3 separate regions of the Mus musculus genome follow, and regions 1 and 2 are each linked to region 3. A link is a contact called in public HiChIP or PLAC-seq and promoter capture Hi-C data. All regions are on one chromosome and are shown on one strand. The core of a region is the stretch at or near the end of the contact, and the rest is flanking DNA. Distances in the headings are between cores, read along the strand shown. Region 1 has its middle 30 kb from the start of 5730405A17Rik. Region 2 holds the start of Cbr4 (carbonyl reductase 4). Region 3 overlaps Sh3rf1 (SH3 domain containing ring finger 1).

What was found. Promoter capture Hi-C pulls out the DNA fragments that hold promoters and counts their contacts. HiChIP or PLAC-seq counts read pairs in DNA pulled down with a chosen protein or histone mark.
Region 1: a FOXA1 HiChIP or PLAC-seq map of pancreatic cancer cells shows a contact between it and region 3. The contact joins two enhancer-like sites. A contact is called at or near these places in 5 of 484 Hi-C or Micro-C datasets (cerebellar granule neurons, liver, trophoblast stem cells and 1 more) and 2 of 115 datasets of contacts at active chromatin or transcription factors (pancreatic cancer cells and stem cell-derived neural progenitor cells).
Region 2: a promoter capture Hi-C map of hippocampal neurons shows a contact between it and region 3, with 3 times the contacts expected there. The contact joins the promoter of Cbr4 here to the enhancer-like site in region 3. A contact is called at or near these places in 7 of 39 promoter capture datasets (the 3T3-L1 cell line, the HPC-7 cell line, cranial neural crest and 3 more), 2 of 484 Hi-C or Micro-C datasets (the HL-1 cell line and Th1 cells), 10 of 115 datasets of contacts at active chromatin or transcription factors (cardiomyocytes, differentiating embryonic stem cells, double positive thymocytes and 6 more) and 2 of 9 other capture datasets (adipose tissue and embryonic stem cells).

The regions. Positions count from the first base shown.
Region 1 is chr8:61,396,620-61,399,319 of GRCm38.p6, reverse strand. It overlaps a transcript of Sh3rf1 not described here. Among named protein-coding and RNA genes, the nearest start is that of 5730405A17Rik, 30 kb to the left of the region's middle. Within about 2 kb of position 1,424, at least 41 of the 459 cell types and tissues checked have an H3K27ac peak or open chromatin away from gene starts, as enhancers often do. A contact at or near this core is called in pancreatic cancer cells, where this site is marked.
Region 2 is chr8:61,486,338-61,489,037 of GRCm38.p6, reverse strand. It overlaps Cbr4 (carbonyl reductase 4), which reads right to left and starts at 1,304. Exons shown (of 5, transcript NM_145595.2): 1 at 1,048-1,304. The coding sequence starts at 1,189.
Region 3 is chr8:61,264,174-61,266,873 of GRCm38.p6, reverse strand. All of the region lies in intron 2 of Sh3rf1 (SH3 domain containing ring finger 1), which reads right to left. Among named protein-coding and RNA genes, the nearest start is that of 1700001D01Rik, 23 kb to the left of the region's middle. Within about 2 kb of position 1,278, at least 58 of the 459 cell types and tissues checked have an H3K27ac peak or open chromatin away from gene starts, as enhancers often do. A contact at or near this core is called in the HL-1 cell line and pancreatic cancer cells, where this site is marked.

The DNA.
Region 1 (2,700 bases), core at 175-2,674, 130 kb before region 3:
AGACAAGGGTAGGAAACAGCAAATGCACAAAATGACAAGGATACTCTAACCCAGTTTGTTTTAACACTTTAGTGTATATCAGCAAGAACCCAGTAGACTAGGGCATGATGATGTATGTCTAGAATCCTAGCACAGGGGAGGCTAAGCAGGAAGATCCCGATTTGAGGCCAGCCTGGGCTACACAGCCATACCATGCCTACCATGATGACAACCAAACCTAGCTAGGAAGTCAGTTGTTTCTAACTTGAAGGGGAACTGCAACATGAGCGTTGAGAGTAACCCAGATTCTACTTAATAGCAGAGGAGAAAGGATAAGAGAAAGACAGGTTCTGTCCCAAGTCATTTGCCTTTGCTTTCTTTTTGTTCTTTTCTTAGGCACAGAAGCTCTTTACGTGTGCAGGCCTTTATCTTGTTGTCTGCTACAGGAACTGCAGCAGTGGTTCTAACCTTCCTAATGCTGCGACCCTTTAATACAGTTCCTCATGTTGTGCCGACCCCTCCCTCCCAACCATAAATTACTTTTGTTGCTACTTCATGACTGTAATTTTTGCTACCTTTATGAATTGTAAATATTCTTGTTTCCCAGTGGTCTTAGGCCACCCCTGTGGTAGGGTCATTCAACTCCCAAAGGGGTCATGACCCACAGGTTAAAAAAAAAAATCACTGAATTACATTTTCCCCATTATTCTTTTGATGTTGGTTATGGTGTTTTAGCATATAGATTATCAAATATTCTGTAGTCGAATTACTTTTTTTTTCTTCTACAACTTTTGGGTTTGAATCATATTTAGAAAGGCTTTCTCACTTTAGAGTCTGTCTGTCTGTCTCTGTCTTTGTCTCTCCCTCTCTCAAATACCTTTACAAGCATTTTGACCTTGCAAGCTTCAACTCCAAGGTTGGCCACCTCTTAGAACCTTTTTTTTCCTTTCTTTTTAAATCTCAATAGCAGTGGTATATGGCTCACTGATCGCAGCTGGGATAACTCCCTTATCTTTGGAGACTAAATTATTGCTTAGTGCTACTTAGTCTGATCCTGTACAAATATACGGAATGGGGACTCAAAGATTAATGTCAGCTGCTGTTCCCTTTTACAGTACCGGAACCTCTGATCCTTGTGTGAGACAAGAATCCACCCTGTGCAAGATCTGTATGGTGTTCTGAAATGGGAATCTAGACAGCTAAATCAGGATCTTCTGACAATGGACAATGTACGTGTCAAGGGTGCCAACTTCCTCATGGACTCAAAATCCTACATAGAACTTTCCAAAGAGCAATAGCTGACAGTTGGCTGGGAGCCTCGCTGCAGACATCAACAGTCGATTAGCACATATGTTGCATGCTTTACTGTGATATGTACAAACACTGTGGGCCTTCACTGCAAGTACTGCTCAGGACTTTCTGGCAAGAGGAAGGCTCACGTGTTGATCACGTGCTCACACGGTGACTAAGCAGGCGTTTCAACTCCTGGGCACACTGCAACACTGGTGGCCACTGGGTTGCTGCAGCATCTTCTGTGGGCACTTTTATGCAGTTATGGTTTATGCTGCATCTTATATCTATAAACATTTCTCCTATTTTTTTTTTCTGTTTTCGTTTCTTCATTTCCGTTGCAAATAGCACCTTGGACAGTCTGTGTTTATGTAAGTTTTGATAAAATTTTAACTTTTAAAATAACAGATCTGTGTTTATTTTATGATAGTAAATGTTATCACCATACATGTTATGTTTTTTGTTTTTGCTTGACAGTGCTAGGTTTTATGGTCTGTCATGTATGTTCTCCCCCCCCCCCCCAAACTGTTACAAATCTCTAAATCTTGTATCTACAGGGACCTGCCCAGTTCAGAACTTTATCGTTCAAGGGTTAACTGTAATAGGAAACACTGTGTATATTAAAACTGTTACTGTTTACTTTGGCTGGTCACTTCTCAGTCAAATAGCTCCTTCCTGTGTCTGCTGATAAGGGCCTGTGGGATAGGCAGAGCAAAGTCCCCAGCACTCCCCACAGTCTGGATTCACAGCAAGGTCACTCCCTTCTGCCAAACTTGGACACTGGCTCATCTTGTCCGTAAGTACACTCCAGTTTCTTTTCAGAGGCAGACAGGTTCCCTTTCTTGAAGTATTGTCAGTTGGATCCTACTAGATAAGGCCAGTTTAACTGGGGTTTTAAAACACATTACAAATAACTTCATATGAGCCAGCGAGATGGTTCAGTGGGAATACTTGCTGGGTAAACAGGATGATCCAAGTTAGACACCCAGGAGACACAGTGGGAGAACAATTCCTGATCGATGTGCATGCTCCTGCACCATGTGTAGTGATGATGATGGTGATGGTGATGGTGATGATAAAGGTCTAGATGGCTCAGCAAGTGAAGGTATTTACAATCCAGGCCTGCCAGGTGAAGGTAGGAGAAAACTGATTCCACAAATTTGACTTCCACGTGTGTGCTTTGGCACATATACTATATATATAGTACAGTTGTCAATAGATAAACAAATTAAGTATGAAAGAAAGAAAGAAAACACGTTTTCCTCTGACCCTCACATTCACTAGTGGGATACATAGGAAGAGAGGACTGCGTCACAATTGGCTTACACAGGCAATTACAGAGGGAACTTCTGGCAAAGCTATAACACAACCCAAACTTCCTGATCTTTAATGATTTGATATGGTAGCCTAAAGTCAATAGAGAAATATATT
Region 2 (2,700 bases), core at 55-2,554, 220 kb before region 3:
TACCATATTAATATATATGCTCCTCAATTTATGATAGGGATACATCAAGATGAACCAACTATATGATGGAGAGCCGAAGAACAGGTAACTAGTACCACAGGGCAAGGTGGAGTATCTAGCAAACTGGAAGCAATGCTGACTGGCTAGGTGTTGAGGCTCGTGTTCACACCCAAGGTGAACAGATGTGTTCCCCTGTGTTCCCAGCACGGAGGAGGCAGAGACCAGCTCCTGATCCAAGGGAAACCTAGGCTGCGTAGTGAGACCCTATGTCCGAGAAAGCTGGATACCACACCGCAGGTTCAGAGTGTACTCTGTACTAAAGACATCACCGTCCCATCACAGTAAGGAGATCTCAGCAACTGGGAAGCTGAGACACGAGATCCACAAGTTCAAAGCCAGTGTGAGTTACATATCAAGGCTATTTCCACATAAGTAAAGAAATATAGTCGGCACCAGACACTCTTAGACCTACAAGATACCCAATGCTTTCCTGATAGTGACATGTATTTTTCTCCATTCTTCAAGTTGTCTTCTCCAAACGAGACTTAAACTTGCAATGCAATGACTAATCCGTTAATAACCTGGGGTTGGGGGGGGGGGGGCTGGAATAGGAATACAATCAAAGGGCCTGGGAAAACAAATTAGTAACTTACTAAAGTCATTGATGGGCTTGGAGAAGCAACCCTGACTTATCAAGAGTTTCTCTTTGAAATACTGTCGGGTGCCTTCGCAAAGGGCAAGAGCTCTCAGCAAAATGCAATCTAGCCATTTGTATCTGACTTCTCTACTTTCAGTATAATCGCGTCCATTCTCTCCTCCCAGAGGCCAGAGCAAGGCAGCTCTCAATATCAGCACTGGCCGCGGGGAAGGCAACTACTTGTCAGGGGTCCTTAGAATCTGCCTGGAGTAGGCGAGAGCCCCTGTGAGTGTTTGGTCATGGGGCACGAGCGATCTGGGGCGCAAACCCGGGTACATGGGCAGGGCCCGTGGACTGGAACTCAAGGACTTGCACCTTGGTCGCACGGCGAGGACACTTCCGGTACATACCGCCGAGCTCGCCGGCGGTGACTTTGGCCACTTCCAGGTTTCTGGAGACGATCGCCAGACGGTAACCCTTCTGGGCCATTAGCTGGGCTACCGCCCTGCCGATCCCCCGGGAGCCTCCAAAAACCGCACAGACTTTGTCCATCTTGGACCGCGGACCAGCAAGATGGATCCCTGAGACTCAGAACTTGTAATAAAAGACACAGCTACTGACAAAACCAGTATGCTCTCCTTTCAACAGACAACCCAGGCCACAAAACAAGGCGCGAGGATTAGACGTCAGTGCACACGGACTCTTCGAGGGTTGCATTGCATTCTGGGACTTGTAGTCCTTACTCTCTTGCACTTGTGAGCATTTTAGTAACTGCTGCTGGATGCCTATTCCCAAGCCTGGTTAGTTCTATGAGGGTAAATGTCCTGTCAAAGAGCACAAGCCGTGTGTGGTGGCTCAGGCCTGTTCACTCATCACTGTTCAAGGCCAGCCTGGTCTAGAGAGTGAGATCTTGTCTCAAAGACAGCAACAAAGAAAGAACACTGTGTAGAGGGATTCAATAAATGCTTGTACTCCTCTTTTTGAGGAAAAGACCTGCTATGTTACCCAGGCTGGCCTCAGATTCTCTATGATTCTCCTCCCTCAGCCTCCACAGAGCTGCTGGCATCTACAGGTATGGGCCTCCACGCTCTTCGACTGATCAGAATAGAGTAAAGATTAAAGAGCAAGCTTAGGTCATTATTGGCAATATTGGGTTCCTATACTCCTAAATAAGATATCCTGAGTGCTTTTTTTTTTTTTTTTAAGAAAAAGTTAGCTGGGCATGGTGGTGCATGCTTTTAATCCCACACTAAGGAGGCAGAGGCAGGTAAATCTCTTGAGTTGAAGACCAGATTGGTCTAGAGTTCCAGGACAGCCAGGGCTGCACAGAGAACTCTGTCTCAACCATGCCTCCCAAATAAACAGATAATAAATAAATAAATAAATAAATAAATAAATAAATAAATAAATGGCATGATTTGTTAGCATTCTAGTGTAAAGAGAACATTTCTTGACAGAATATTAGTGTACTAAATAAAAAAGTAGACCATAGTCCCTATTGGAGGTAGGGAGAATTCTGGAGCAACAGGACTAACTCACATAAAACTCTAATGGGCTAAATTGTTTATTAAAGTACAAAGTTGTATTAACACCAGAAATCAAAAGGCCAGTGAGGACTGAAGGCACAGCAAGCTGGCAAAGCCGGGTCTGAGTATTGATTTCTAAATTGGGGAGGGGTGGGGACCTACCAGAAAAGTTGCACATTAATTTTAAAGTTTTTCTTTTTCTTTTTTTTTTACCTTAAAGAGAATACTATATAGTTTATTAAGCAAAACATGAATGACCAGATTTATGTTGCTACAAATCCCATGTTCCAATGTTTTATGAAGTTTTTCATTGTAATAAAACAAAGCCATACATATTTTTAACCCATCAAGTCTAGCTAGTGGTGTGAGTGTGTGTGTGTGTGTGTGTGTGTGTGTGTTCCACTGGGTATTGGAGACAATCTTCAAATATGTTGGTTGTCAGAGAAGAAAGGTAAATACCAACTCAACTAAACACCCCTAGATCTACAATGACAATCTGCCCTGAATGTGACATGCCCATGCAATAGTTGTTGGTTA
Region 3 (2,700 bases), core at 29-2,528:
GGCCATAAAGGTTGTGAGGCTCCTGTCCATAGCTGCAACTTATACAGCTATAGACAGGCTGACACATGACTACATTTTTGTTTTTAATCTCAAGATTGAGTTTTTCCAGAATTTCCTTAAGGTCTCCATTTGGCTAAACAAAGATATCTGAATGACATCACTGTTTTCTAATAAAAATAAATTATATTTCAATTCCAACTTCATCTATAGGAAAATAAGCTCATATTTGTAATGTTTCTTCCTTTTCTATTTATAGGAGAGGCATATACAGAATGATTACATTAATTAATAATTAGATTACTAGGAGCTGGAGAGATGGCTCAGCCCTTAGCACCGGTTGCTCTTGCAGAGATCCTGGACTCAGTACCCCATGGAGACTCACAATCATCAGTAAACCCCATTCCAGGCACCTAGTGCCCTCTTCTTATTTCAGGTACAACATAGGAACCAGGAACATATGTGGTACACAAACATACAGACAAAACATATACATAAAGTAAAATAAACACTTTAAAAATAAATTACTGTCAGATACAACCCAATTCTCTAATACTTTTCTGGCCTCTAAATGATCATAGGAACAATTTTCTGAATCTTCAAAACAGTATGTGAAGTTTGCCAAAGAGATGGCACAGCAGAGAAAGGTGTTTGCCGCCAATCCCCATGACCTGAGTTCAATCCCCAGGGACCCATAGAGCTGAAGGAGAGAACCAACTCTACACGTTGTCCTCTGACCTCCGTGGCATGTGCGCACACATACAAAGTGTAAATCGGGCTACTGACTGCTCACTGGGCAAAGGTATGGGTTGCCAAGCCTCACAGCTTAAGTTCAAGCCCCAGTACCCATGTGGGTGAAGAGAGGAACCAACTCCCCAAAGCACACTGTGGCATGCATGTGTGGATGTGGGGGTTAGAAGACAGCTTTAATCATAAATAAATGTAATTTAAAAATTTAAACAGCATTTGAACATAATAATTCTACAATACATGAGTTTTTAGTTTTTAGTTTTTCAAACTGTGCTCTTTAAAACATCTATAAATGTGGATTGATGTACTTCAGTTTAAAAAGCTAGTCTGCAGTCACATACATGATGTGATGTGAGGCCACGGTGCCTCCCTCCCTGTTAGGCCATGATGCGCACTGTCAGAAGTCCCCAAGCAGGGAAGTCACCGAGTTTACTACCATCAGTGTCTCCAGAAAGTTTCCCTAGCCCCCATATGCAAGTGAGAAGAGGGAAATGACCAGCAAGTCCCCACTGAGGATCCCTCACGTAGGAAAGTGCTGAGCTTACTCATCAGAGCTGGGAACACAGCCAAGCGCAGCTTAGCCTCTAAGTGTAGGGGATAAATAAACAGAAAAGCATTTGCAAATACCAAGTGCAGAATCAAAGCCAAACTGCAACTATGATTAAAATTTACTCTAGACAACACAAATATGAAAAAGGTTCTGTTGTCTATTATTTTTTAAAATGTAGTATTCTACAGGGCTTTCATCAGGGCAAGTCTACATAAACGTGACTGTGTTTGTAACTAACACGCATGCATCTTGTCCCTCGGATAAAGCTCTGGAAGGCCCCATTCACCATATCTGAGCAACAGAACTTGTAAAGAATTTTTAATCTATGTGTATGAGGGTCTGCACGCATGCACACCACTGACAGGCCTGGTGTTAACAAGGCCAGAAAGGCGCATCAGCTGCCCTCGAAGTGGAGTTACAGTTAGTTGTGAGCCACCGGGCAGGTACTGCCGGAACGGCAAGTGCTCTTAATCTCTGAACCATCTCTTCAGCCGACAGGCTCTTTAGAAAGGCCCTTCAAACTCTTTTTTCATGTGATAAGCAAGCAATGACACTCAACTAAAAGAAACTAAAGTCACCTTTGAAGGATTAGGAAATCTTTGAGATGACTTTTATTCTGGGGTTTTGGGTTTTTTTTTTTTCTCCTTAAAATTCTACAATATTTCAACCTAAATTTAAATTATTTCTCTTTAACCTAAAGATATAACAAGTACTAACTATTTAAATATTTCCAAATGCCTTCAAGTAATATCTTTGTGCGTGTGCACGTGTGTGTGTGTGTGTGTGTGTGTGTGTGTGTGTGTGTGTGTATGTGTATGTCTATTGAGGTCTCACCTGTTCCAGGCTGGCCTTCAATTATCTATGTAACAGAAATGACTTGAATTTCTATTGCTCCTGCTCCCAACTCACTTTAGAGCAGTGGTTCTCAACCTTCCTAAATGCTGAGACCTCTAACACAGCCCCTCATGCTGTGACAATCCCAGCCCTCATGCTGTGATGATCCCTGACGATCCCAGCCCTCATGTTGTGACAACCCCAACCATAATATCATTTTGTTGCTACTTCATAACTATAATTTTGCTAGTTATGAATTATAATATAAACATCTGATCCGCAGGATATCTGATAAGTGACCCCGAAGCAGTCTCAACCCACAGGCTGTGAGCCACAGTGGGCTGTGAACCCACAGGTTGTGACATCACACCCATTTGTGTGGTGCTAGACTAACACTCTACCTACTGAGGCCCATAACTAGCCCAAGTGATGGCCTTATGGACTTCTAGTCCATAAAGAGAGAAAGAAAGCGGCTGGAGAGACGGTCCAGAGGTTAGGAGACCTGGGGTCTTGCAGAGAACCCTAGTTAGGTGGCTTATAACCACCACTTTCTCCCAGTTACACACATA